Regions from separate parts of the Sus scrofa genome. Here region 2 is linked to region 1. A link is a contact called in public Hi-C data. All regions are on one chromosome and are shown on one strand. The core of a region is the stretch at or near the end of the contact, and the rest is flanking DNA. Distances in the headings are between cores, read along the strand shown.

The links. A called contact is a pair of places that touch in the nucleus more often than the background predicts.
Region 2: a Hi-C map of liver shows a contact between it and region 1, with 5 times the contacts expected there. The contact joins two enhancer-like sites. A contact is called at or near these places in 3 of 47 Hi-C or Micro-C datasets (embryonic fibroblasts, fetal liver and liver) and 1 of 2 datasets of contacts at active chromatin or transcription factors (alveolar macrophages).

The regions. Positions count from the first base shown.
Region 1 is chr15:56,141,700-56,147,797 of Sscrofa11.1, forward strand. It overlaps LOC106508273 (a long non-coding RNA gene), which reads left to right. Exons shown (of 3, transcript XR_001305012.2): 3 at 771-904. Among named protein-coding and RNA genes, the nearest start is that of ERI1, 21 kb to the left of the region's middle. Within about 2 kb of position 2,977, at least 14 of the 83 cell types and tissues checked have an H3K27ac peak or open chromatin away from gene starts, as enhancers often do. A contact at or near this core is called in fetal liver and liver, where this site is marked.
Region 2 is chr15:56,270,501-56,277,280 of Sscrofa11.1, forward strand. The region is part of intron 1 of MFHAS1 (malignant fibrous histiocytoma-amplified sequence 1); the gene reads left to right. Among named protein-coding and RNA genes, the nearest start is that of MFHAS1, 73 kb to the left of the region's middle. Within about 2 kb of position 3,336, at least 24 of the 83 cell types and tissues checked have an H3K27ac peak or open chromatin away from gene starts, as enhancers often do. A contact at or near this core is called in fetal liver and liver, where this site is marked.

The sequences.
Region 1 (6,098 bases), core at 1,727-4,226:
ACAAGTCATTTCAGCTCTTTCTCAAAGTGGCAAGGTCTAAGAATTTACTCCTTTCATTATGATCAATTTGATTTTAAGACAGTCTGATTTTTAGCAATTTCTCCTTCCATTCTTTGATTCACATCTCAAGTCAATGAATAAAATATATTAACATTATGATCCTCTTGGAGTCAGAGTTCTGTCTTTAGAACAGTGATAGGGTGGTTTGGAATTACCCCTAGGGGATGTTTTGGAAATCTGTGTGGGAGGGGGGATTAGTTGTCACAATATTGGGGTAGTGGTGTTGGCATGGAACTGTTCTATAAACTTTTGAATATTCCATCTGATAATTGTGTAGGAAAATCAAATAAACTGAACACCCTATTTATTATTCTATGAGCCTAGAACCCAATTCATGTTACCTATAAGGACAAAATATCTTTTGCATGGTTTTGATATACACTGAATTTCATGAATGCAACTACAATGTATAAAGAGAAATATTACACTGTTTTGCTTGCTTTACTAAGAGTTGTTTGTCATTTTGGAAAATCTTATCACCAATTTGGGATAATTTGCTTGCCATTATGAGACACCTGAATCAGCTTTAATTTGTGGCCGTCACTTTCACATGTGACTCTACGTGTCAGACTCTACATCCTGTCCCTGTACCATATTCTTAGTAATCATTTCCCTTTTATTTCACCTTTATATTTTAGTTAGAGCATTGTATTGATTTTTTTTTTAATTATGGTGTAGGTAAATGATATTAACTCTGAATTGCATTTTAGGAAGTGTTACAAAATACTCATTATAAAAAATGAGCACCATCACTCGTTATTAGAGAAATGAAAATCAAAACCACTATGAGGTTACATACACCAGCCAGAATGGCCATCATCAAAAAGTCTACAAACAATAAGTGCTGGAGAGGGTGTGGAGAAAAAGGAACCCTATTACACTGTTGGTGGGATTGTAAGTTGGTGCAACCACTGTGGAAAACAGTATGGAGATGCCTCAGAAAACTCAAAATAGAACTATCATTCGATCCAGCAATCCCACTCCTGGGCATCTACCCAGAGAAAACAATGACTCGCAAAGAGTGCTGTTCATTGCAGCACTCTTTTCAATAGCCAAGACATGGAAACAATCTAAATGTCCATCAACAGAGGAGTGGATCAAGAAGATGTGGTACATATACACAATGGAATATTACTCAGCCATTAAAATGAACAAAATACCGGCATTTTTAGCAACATGGATGGACCTAGAAATTATCATGCTAAGTGAAGTCAGCCATACAATGAGACACCAACATCAAATGCTTTCACCGACGTGTGGAATTTGAGAAAAGGACAGACTGAACTTCTTTGCAGAACGGATGCTGATTCACAGACATTGAAAAACTTATGGTCTCTGGAGGAGACAGTTTGGGGGTGGGGAGATGTGCTTGGGTTATGGGATGGAAATCTTGTGAAATTGGATTGTTATGATCATTATATAACTACAGATGTGGTAAATTCATTTGAGTAATAAAATAAAAAATAAAATGAGCACAGGGTCTAATAGGGTTGAGAACTCTTCTTTAGTTAGAGCATTGTATTAATTTTTTTTAAATTATGGTGTAGGTAAATGAAATTAACTCTGAATTGCGTAGTTAAGGAAGCGTTACAAAATACTCATAAAAAATGAGCACAGGATCTAATAGGGTTGAGAACTCTTCTTTTAGAAGGAAATGAAGCCTTGCTTTTCAGACTGGATCCAGAGAAATCTTGAACCTCAACTCTATATATAAGAATTTAAGATAAACTTCAAAATATAAAGTGTTGCTGGAGTTCCCGTTGTGGCACAGCAGAAACAAATCCAACTAGGAAACATGAGGTTGCAGGTTCGATCCCTGGCCTCACTCAATGGGTCAAGGATCTGTCATTGCCATGAGCTGTGGTGTAGGTCACAGATGTGGCTTGGATCTGGCGTTGTTGTGGCTCTGGTGTAGGCCAGCAGCTGCAGCTCCAATTAGACCCCTAGCCTGGGAACATCCATATGCCACAGGTGCGGCACTGAAAAGACTAATTAATTAATTAATTAATAAAGCGTTGCAAGTGTTTTCCAAACTATCTTCTCAGAATTACAAAGTTGCAAAATAAATGGAATATTATTTAATTATATGCAACAATTATATATTATATGTGCATTATATCTTATGCATTATCTATATATATAGCCATCTCTCTATATATATATCATATCTATCATCTATCTATAATATCAAGGACAGTGCATGCAATTGTATGAATATAAGCTAAGGTGTAACACTTTCCCCTCATGTAACTGTTTGAAATAAGCATTAACTCTTAATTCCAACATTTACTTCTAACCCAAAGGGAAGGGCACACTTTAAAATTTTTTTCAGCTGAGTTAGCACCATGCTAGACTTCATCATGAAAACATCCTTGTCATGCCAGTCTTTCTTCACCTCCTGCTCACCAGGCCCTAAAAGGGAGATTCATATCCATGGAAGAAAGTGCCTGGCTTTCTTGGGAGGCTTTCTTTCCTCCCTCAGTAGAAGCCTGATCTTGTTTGTGACAGTTGCCATAGGAGTAGCCCTTGTTGCAAGGGTGACTCTGTCACTAAAACAAATACATACAAAGAGCTGAGAAGCAGATTTCAGCCTCCAGTGCTTCAAACCCGGAGGAATGAAAACAATCTGTGAAATTTAAATAGAATAAATCCCAGTGCCCCCAAGGGAAGTGGGAGTTTATTTTTAGGCTGCAAGCACTGTCATCCAGGCTTTAGGAATGACAGACTGAACATTCAGAGCTAAGCACTGCCTGTTTGCAGCCCTAAACTGGGCTGGGGAGGCAGAAAATAAACCAGCCCCATGTGGGGGCTTCATTCCCAGCCACCTCGGCTGCCTGCTCCTGCAACCTGTTAGCCTTGGCCACCATTCGAATAGGGGGGCTCAGAGCAGATCCACTTGTTTAGCATCTTTGCCATCCCTGGTGCCGGGGCTTGGGGCGGTGGTGACAGGCTAGGCTAGGCAGGCAGGTGGAGCCAGTGCTGTATGATGCAGTGGCTGGGCAGCATGGTAGCAACGATCACCAACCCATGCTGGAGCTGCCCCTGGTTCTTGGCACCCTGGTGGGAACCAGAGTGATCCTGGAGGTGCAGTGCACCCAAGGCGAGCTCTTGCCAAGATTGTACCAGTGGACGAATGCTCACCAGGTCCATGCCAGCTCCACAAGAGGCAGGACCTGGACCAGTCCCCAGACGGCTGAACAAACCAGATAGCAGAGGAAAGTATTCAGTGCCTTACTTATAAAACATTATCAGAGCATCATAGTCCTGGCTTGGTTTTGAAATGCTAGTTTTCAATTATATTATTATTGACCTTTTATTATTACAAATAAATATTAAAATTCAGCATTGAGTTATTTAAAAATTCCTGTTACTGATGTGGCAGGTTAAAGATCCAGCATTGTCTCTGGGTGACATAAGTCTGATCCCCAGCTGGCACAGTGAGCTAAGGTCCTGCGTTGTTGCAACTGTGGCAAAGGTCATAGCTGGGGCTGGGGTTTGATCCCTAGCCCAGGAACTTCCATATGCCACCAGTGCCATTAAATAAATAAATAAATGTTAATAGATTTTTTTTAAAAGGGCAGCTTCAGGAATTCCCATGGTGGCTCAACAGAAATGAATCTGAGTAGTATCTATGAGGACACAGGTTTGATCCCTGGCCTCACTCAGTGGGTTAAGGATCCAGCATTGCTGTGAGCTGTGGTGTAGGTCCCAGACATGGCTCGGATCTGGCGTTGCTGTGGTTGTGGCGTAGGCCAGTGGCTACAGTTCCAATTCGACCCCTAGCCTGGGAACCTTCGTATGCTGTGGGTGAGGCCCTAAAAAAAGACCAAAAAAAAAAAAAAAAAAAAAGGCAGATTCAGTTTTACAGAAAAATTGAACAGAAAGTCTGGAGAATTCCCTGTGTCCCTTCTCCCCTCCCCACAGTTTCTCTATTGACATCTTACATTAGTGTAGTACCTTTGTTACCACTGATCAATCAATATGGCTACAATATTATTAACTGAGTCCATAGTTTACATTAGGCTTCACTCTTTGTATTGCATTGTTCTATGAGTTTTGACAAATGAATGTCATAAATGGGTCATTAGAGTGTCATACAAGTAGTTCCACTGTTCTAAAACTCCCGTGTGCTCCACTTACTTATCCCTCCCTCCTTCATCCCGCTCCCAACCAATGGCAACCTGATCTTTTATGTCACCATAGTTTGAGTCTCCTATAGATGAATTACTAAACTTCATAAATGCCGTGGCCAAATGCTGATCACTGTTTGAATTATGCTTTGATACAATAATTAAATAAATACTTTGGTCACTGAACAGCTCATTTATAAGTACATGCAGGCTACTCAGTGGTATAGAAGGTACTCTCCAACCCTGAGATACTATGATACTTTTGAGTTTTCCAGGATGTCCACCCACTTGGTACAGATTGTCCAAAAGGGACAACTAGCCAACTTACTGTACAACTACTCTGCCGTGAGGTCCAAGTCCCATAGTGATTCAATCTAACAAGCACAAGTAACCCGAAGATTTGTTGCTGTGACTTTTTTTGAAATATCTTCAGGTTCAAGAACTCTGGCACCCTTGTATTCACACCAGGTCACATAAAGAAAAATAAAACAGAACATTGTAAATCAACTATACTAAAAAAATTAAAAAGAAAAAAAAGAAAATCAAACACCTCCCCTTAAACAGGTCGACACCTGTTACAGCCCAATGCATGTTAAATTTTTTGTGTCCATTGGAAGGACACATACTAATAGGTAGAGAAAATTCGTAATTTCATTTCATTTTACTTAATAGGCTTTTTTTTTGGAGAAAAAATTGATTAAAAAAGAGTTTTGCTTTCGGATTTTTCCTTTGCTGTTTTTATCTGCAATGTTGAGCTTAGTCATCTTACTATGGCAGTAAGCTATTGTTCATAAAATGTTCTGTTGTATTTTCTATGTAAATATTTGATTTGTTATTTACCATTCCATTAACTATCAGAAATGTGACACATACCATCCTAATTGAATCTGGATATCATCTCTGATGATCATATTTTAACCACTTAATTGTTTTGTTGAGAAATTTTAAAGGCCCATTTGTTTGCTTTAAAGTTCTATACAATCAGGAGCTCCCTTTGTGGCTCAGCAGGTTAAGGGCCAAGTGTTGTCTCTGTGAGGATGCAGTTTCAATCCCTGGCTTTGCTTAGTGGGTTAAGGATCCAGTGTTGCCGTGGCTATGGCATAGGCCTACAGCTGCGGCTCCAATTCAACCCCTAGCCTAGGAATTTCCATATACTGTGAATGCAGCTATAAAAAGAAAAAAAATTCTATACAAGCATCTGATCATTTTCCTTTTAATTTGACTAATAAAAAGTCAGAGAGTTCCTGTTGTGGTGCAATGGTTAACGAATCTGACTAATAACCATGAGGTTGGGGGTTCGATCCCTGTCCTTGCTCAGTGGGTTAAGGATCTGGCGTTGCCGTGAGCTGTGGTGTGGGTCGCAGATGCGGCTCAGATCCTGTGTTGCTGTGGCTCTGGCATAGGCCGGTGGCTACAGCTCCGATTGGACCCCTAGCCTGGGAACCTCCATATGCCTTGGCAGCAGCCCAAGAAACGGCAAAAAGACAAAAAAAAAAAAAAAAGTCAGGAAAGAGTTAGATATTTACAGAAAATATCTCAAGTAATAAGGAATAATTGGTGCTTTCACATTTGCGCACTTTCCATTTGGAGTGAAGATGATAAAACCCTAAGTAATTATAGTCAAATAGCCCTCCAGCTGTGTCACTCTCAGCACTTAAATCACATCTTGTCAAAATTCCATCAGTCAGATGAGCCAAATAGAAGTATTGTATTTATGATTTCTATATAACTATTAATAGAAAATGAACAAATAAATCTGAAATCTGAGAGGATTCTATCTGGAATAGAATCTGTTTTCATAAAAGGAAGTGAGAATTCAAAGACAGAAAGAGTTGCCATCCAACCTCTAGATTGTGAGCAGAGAGGAGAGACTCATTTCTGTTTTGTTTGTTTGTTTGTTTGTTTTTG
Region 2 (6,780 bases), core at 2,086-4,585, 130 kb after region 1:
GAATGAGAGTTCCAGTTCCTCTATATTCTCACTAATGCTTGTTGCGTTCAGCCTTTTTGTTTAGACATTCTAATAGATGTGAAGTGGTATCTCATTCTGGTTTTGGTTGCATTTCCTTAAAGATTAATGATGTTGAGCATGTTTTCATGTGCTAATTTACCATTGGTACAGTTTGGATAAACATCTGTTCAGACATCTGCCTCCCCCTTTTTTTTATTGGTTAGTTCCTTCTTATTGAGTTTTGACAGTTCTTTACATGTTCTGGATACAAGCCCTTTTATTGGATGTATGCTTTGCCATTCTTTCCTCTCAATCTGCATCTTACCTTGTCTTTTCATTCAGTGTCTTTGGAAGAACATATGTTGTTAACCTCAATGATGGGCTTACTATTTAGAAAGAAACTTATTCTATTCACAGTGTCAAAAGTACTTTAAAACTTATAACCACACTTCCACTTTCAGCTAAGGTAGAGTAAAAGAGACTGTGTTTACTCTTGCATCTGGAAAAAAATGAAAGAACAAAATATATGATGATTTTTTTGAGGCCCTGAGCATCAGGTGACAGAGGACAATGATCCTGAGATATGGGAATGAAATGAAGTGAGTCCCATGTTTGCCCCAGCCTAGTGCCTTGAGAGTGCCCAGGCTGTAGTACAGAGAAGGGAGCTGAGACATACCTCCTAATTCAGGGGCCCAGGGTGACTGGTGTTTGCAGGACAGAGAACTGGAGAGGAAAGAGAACTCCAGAGGGTTCTCTGGAAAACCCAGCAGGGTGCTGATCAGCACATGTGTGTGAACAAACTATCTGAGACTGGGGAAAAGAAGGGGGGGGTGCTTAGATCTGATTTCCTCCTACCCCATCCCCAGAGCACTAAATAACTTATAGTACCTCCACTTCCCTAGTCCCCTTCCCCCACTCTAACCCATTCCAACTATAATTCAGAAGAGGGCGGTTTTTTTTTTTTTTTTTAAGCTACACTTAACAGGTTTCCCTAAGTCTTGTAATTCTTCAAATTTAGAAAACATTTCAAGATGTTGGCATTGGAGTCTCCCCAAATGGATCTTGACTTTGACATGACTTTCTCTTTAGTTCGTAAAAGATGCAAGAACCAGGTAAAACAGAAAAGCAGAGTGGCTTCTGGAGCAGAGCGCTTCCAGTTTCTGTGCCAGGCCTGGCATATGGAGGAGACAGTGATGGGCTGGGAAGTTTGAACACTTGCCCCAGCTGGCCATTTGTGTCCCCTTGGGAAGAAGAGGGGGTAGTCTGTGGCCCTCATGGCCTGAGTGTGCGCCCCACTAGTGTCAGATTTGGGACCACATCCCTGAGAGAGCTTGAGAAGCCGCTTTGTAAATGCCGTCAATTTCTGGACTCATCAAATGATCAGTCACTTATTCACCATCATCTCATACCTGCTATGGGCCCAGCACTGCTTTCATTGCTTGGATCCCACAGTGAACAAGAGGAATCCCCATACTTGTGATGCTTACATTCTAGTAGAGGAGACACGCCATAAATCAATACATGTTAGGTGGACAGAAATACCATAAGAAATATAAAAGAGGGGACAGAAAGTGGGTGACTAGGAGGTGGGGGTGCTGTTTATACAGGGGGGTCAGGGAAGTTCTTCTTGAGGTTTTGATATCTGAGACTGAACAAAGCAGGGATGGGGAAGCTCAGTGATTAGAATGAGGTCCTGAGGTAGGAGTTTGCCCTGCAAGGAGGCCAGTGAAGCCAGGGTAGGAGAAGGGAGATGACATAGGACCCTGTAGATGTGTGAGTGACAGAGGAGGCGGTGGAGGGTCTGAGCCAAGGAGTAATGTGACCTGATGTGCATTGAGGGAGCCCCTCTGCTTCAGTGGGGAATGGACTGTGGGGGCAGGAGGTGGCAAGGACCAAGGAGCTGATGACATGGTAGGATGCCAGTGGGTCTGAAGCTGGAACAGGATGCAGCGATGTATTCAGTGTGTGGTGTGAGAGAAAAGGGGAGGGAAAAATGACTCCATTTTTGTTTGGTTGGTTTTTTTTTTTTTTTTGTCCAAAGTGACTGAAGAACAGAGTGGACGTTCACAGACACAGGGAAACCTGGAAATGGAGTAACTTGGTGGGGGGTGGAGCCAGTGGGAGTCAAGAGTTTGATTTTGGGCACGTCAGTATCCAAGTGACAGTGTTTGATAGGTAGTGGGATCTCGGTGTGATATCCAGGCAAGAGCTCAGGACTGGGGGTGAACTGAGGCCACAGCCAAGCAAGCAGACCGAGCTGCCCCCAGAGGTGGCTCTTTCCCCTGATGAAGCCAGTCCTGTTTGGGGGTCCCATACATTCTAATGGGTGTAAACACTTTCATGTTTATGTTTTTTTCTTTGTGCTGAGGCTTCATTTGGAAGCCAGCTGTGTACCTCCTTGCAGGAAAAGGTGTATCTGAAAGATAAGAAAAATAAAGACTTACATAATTCAAAAAGAATTCTTTCTTACCAAAGAATTTTAAGGTTATAGATTTTAATTTGGTCAGTTTCTATGCCATTAACTATTAGGAAAAGAACTACTCCTATTTAAGACTGAAAATGTGATCACTGGTTAAAAAATGCATGTGCATATTTCTCAAATAACCTAGAGTGGAAAAAAATGCTTTCTTGTTCACAGTTGCAATCTGGGTTTTTGTTTTGTTTGCTTTTTAGGGCTGCATCTGTGGTATATAGAGATTCTCAGGCTAGGGATCAAATTGGAGCTGTAGCTGCTGGCCTACGCCACAGCTTATGGCAACACCAGATTCCCAACCCAGCCCACTGAGCAAGGCCAAGGATTGAACCTGAATCCTCATGGATACCAGTCGGACTTGTTTCCATTGCGCCACCACGGGCACTCCGCTTTTTGTTTGTTTAAACTGGCCTCAGGTCCAGGCTGGATCTTCTGGGAATGAAAACTTGGATGGGGGCAGGGGGGTAGATAAAGAAAAACTCCTGCTGGAAGAGGATCCGGGCTGGAACAGGTTCCCCTGTAGTGTCTGTGGGTCTGACTCTTAAGTTTGTGGGGTTTTTCAGGGCCCTGTAGGGGCTTCTCAGAGAAGCTCCCCCCTCACCCAGAGTAATTCATTCCTCCTCCCCACTACCTTCCTCCAAGGGAAATGAATTTGCAGGAATTGTCATCATCTTGCTTGTTTGGAGACGTGAAGCAAAGGATCACTCCTAAGGACTTCAGGTCGTTCCCTAAGTCCTTCAAAATCAGGTCAGTTTTGACAAGCCTGCCTGGTCAGCATTTCAGCTTTCAGTTCAGGTCCTAAAAGTTCCTCCCATTTTCAGCTGAAAGGAGAACGCAGGTTGGAGGGAGGCAGTTTTAGTCTGAAGGCTTTTGGGAAACTGTCTGCATTCACTCCTCTGAGCCTGGAATGGTTTCCAGTAAGAAGTAGGTGACAGGCTATCCAAATAAAGAGTAAGCTTTTGAAAACACTCCAGTCCAGCGGCATGGGGGCTTTTTTATGATCCTGACTTGCATGTTGAGAGCGGGAAGGCCAGAGCTGGGTTTGGGCTCTGTTCCTCCGCCCTGCCTCCTCGCCTGAGTGCACTTTGATCTATGAAGCATGTCTCATCCTCAGCCAAGTCGGCTAGAACTTTATCCAGAGCAGGAAAAGGAGAAATATTTTTCCTTTCTTGGGTGGATTTGTATTTATATAAACCCTTAGCAATGGTGATGGAGCCAAGTGGCCGGCACAGCGTCTGAGGCGAGCTGGAATGAATGAATGGCGGGAAGAGGCAGGGCTATGTTTCCCTGTGTCCCCAGTCAGCTCTGACTTGGGTCAGACCTAGTAAAGGTCAGTAAGGAAAGAGGGTGGTCTAAGACCTCAGAGGCATTTTGCTGAGGGATGTGCTCGTACACAGGGCCATTGATGCAACAGGTCGAGCGGAGCCAGCAGCTGATAGGTTAACCCCAGATCATAACTCCAGTGAGGTATCTGTATGTGTGTGAACGATTGGGTCACTTTATTTCTTTGCATGTCATCACTAAGAGTATAAGCTTGTAGACGACCTCTGAAGCTCAACCTTCTCGTAGTGTTACTAATTTACCTCCATGAATCTGTCTATACCTTTTTGGACCAGCCCTTGCCACTTCTCAAGGCTATTTACTTTTTTATTTCTATTTCTTTTTTTTTAATTGAGGTGAACTGATTTAACATTAGGTAAGTTTCATGTTTCCAATATTGTATTTCTTCTATGTATGCTCTACAGTGCTCACCACCCAAACTTTAGTTTCCATCCATCACCATCAATTTGTTCCCCTTTGCCCTCCCTCCATCCCTTTCTCTCTGGGAACCACTATTCTGTTGTCTGAATCTGTGTGTTTGTCTTTGTTTAGTTCAGCTTGTTCACTTATTTTATTTTTTTACATTCCACATGTGAGTGACATCAGATGGTATCTGTCTTTCTCCGTCTTATTTCAGGGCAGCGAATTTTTACAGTAGGCTTACCATCCATATGAAAGCTTTCTTGCCCTAAAGCCCCCTTATTTAAGCTTCAAGTAGTGCCTTGTGGTTCTTTGTTTCTAGGATACAATGTGACTCCTCTTTGGCCATTCTAGAGAAATTTTGTACAGAATCTAAAGACAGGATCTCTTATTCTTGTAATATGGCGATTTGTCTACTATCTGCGCGAGTCTGAGGAAGTGCTGATACCAAGTGTACTGAACGTTAATATAAAACAATCTTTTATTTTACACCATTGTAGGCACCTCAGATTCTGGCAACGTCCCTGGAGTAATTCTCCTACTTATTAAATTAATAAGTGCCACAGGAGCCAGGTTCACCTGCTGTCCCAGAATGTTTGTCCTGGCCCCTAGGAATATTTATTTTGTGTCTGTTGGGGCCTCACACTTCAAAGAGGAATCTTCCCACAGTTTCTCCCTGGCATATCATCCCAGTGCTGCGATGGACACTCAGAGAAGGAAGCTCCTCAGGGACCCTGGGACTCTTTCTGCAGGTGGAGGAAGTCTAGGCAAAAGAGCAGCCTGGAGAAGGAGGTGATGGGGGGGCCTTTTGTTCCACTGCAGGTGATGGAATGGGGGCCTGGGGGGTGGGGAGGGAATTTCAAAGAGCCAAGCATGAGGAAACGGTGGGGAAGAAAGGTACAGAGGGTTGCATATGTACAAATAAAAACACACAAAAAGAAAAAGACATTAGGAAAAGGAAATGTAAGCTTGTAATGTGAAGGAAGGAGATTTGCAAAAAAATTTGTCAGCAAAATTTTTACCCCTTGAACTTTTGCCAGATGTTTACCCTGAAGTCCTAGCTCTTTTGATCCGGAAGAGACCTGCATGCTGATCCATCCAAGAGGAGACCCCTGGACCAAATGCCACTCTTTTTGGTGTAGCATACTCAAGATATTTAGTCACCTCCTTCTGTCCCTCAAACAAAAAGCTTTTTGTAATTAAAAGCAAACATTACTCTGAGGAGAGTCATCCTCTGTCAGGAACTGGGTTAAACAGTGAAAAGCTAGGCCTGTCTGCACCAGATGGAACACCTGCCATAAAAAGAAAAATTCAAAGTATCCGGTCACTTGTGCCTGGCGTCAGGGACAGGCTTGGCTTCCATTGCATTACTCATCAGGAGCATCTGAGGGCTTTACAGGTTAGCTTCATTTTATGAGTCAGAGAAGAAACTAAGAATGTGGCCTTCGTTTTTCCTTCTGCCTCTGTCACCACTGTCACCACCTTGGAGGATGTTGGGAAGAAGTCGAAGTGCTGAAATTTCATTTGCTCAGGGCAGCCTAATTAATGAGAGGCCATGAAGACTCGCTGAAAGTAGGTAGTGAGCTGTATCCTTAGCTCAACGTCATCTCCAAGAACCCCAGCTGACCTGCTTCTGGGGTTCTACAGACCTCGGCTTGTACATTGTACTTTTTTAATGGTAAGACTTGACCAATTGTCCACAAGCCTTCAAGGATAGAAGGTCATTTCCAAGTGATTTTTAAAAAAAAAAAACAAAGTCACGGCATTTAGAGTCAAAACTGGACTTGAGAACTCAACACATCTTGGAGCCAGAAATGCCTTTACACTGTCAAATTGCCTAGAACTCAGTGGCTTCCTATATTTTGAAGACTGGCAGGGCTATATATGGTGAAAATGAAAACACAGTTCTGAAAGAGATTCACAGTATAGGGGACCATTGCAGTTTAGGGGACCACTCTCGTGGTCCCAGGACTCCCTACGAGTATATGATGTGGTCAAGGGCTGGAATGATATCTGTGGGCCCCTCAGCTGACTCCCCAGTGGCTCAGCAGTGTCTCCCAGGGCACCTCTCCAGTTTTGATGGTATCCTAGCTGGCTTCCTCACTGATTCAGCAGCATCCCATGGGATAGCTTTTCAGGGACTCTCAGTTGGTACCCCATCCGGCTTCAGTTCAATAGCATGCTCCCTGCCTTCCCCTCCCAGACAGCTTCCTGGGGAAATTTTCTCACCCAGAGGACAGTTCCCTGCCAGCTTCAGCCAGCTGACTGTGGACCAGTCTGGTCTGGGCAACGCAGCAGGCTTTTCCCCCATTCAGGGGCTGCACCATATTCTATCCATTCAACAAAGTCTAAATCTCAGCTTTGCTGTGGCCTCCTCACACCCAAGTTTTTCTTTCTTGGCTGTTTTTCTTCAGCTGTAGGGTATTCTGTAGAGTTCACCCTTCATTCGTCTTGGTAGTAAATTCTATATAATAGGTTAATAATTATTTATATTAAACCTTATTCTGTGGTTGTCCGACTAGACCCTCACTGATCAGTACAGCCAGCAAATCTTAGCCAGAATTGGA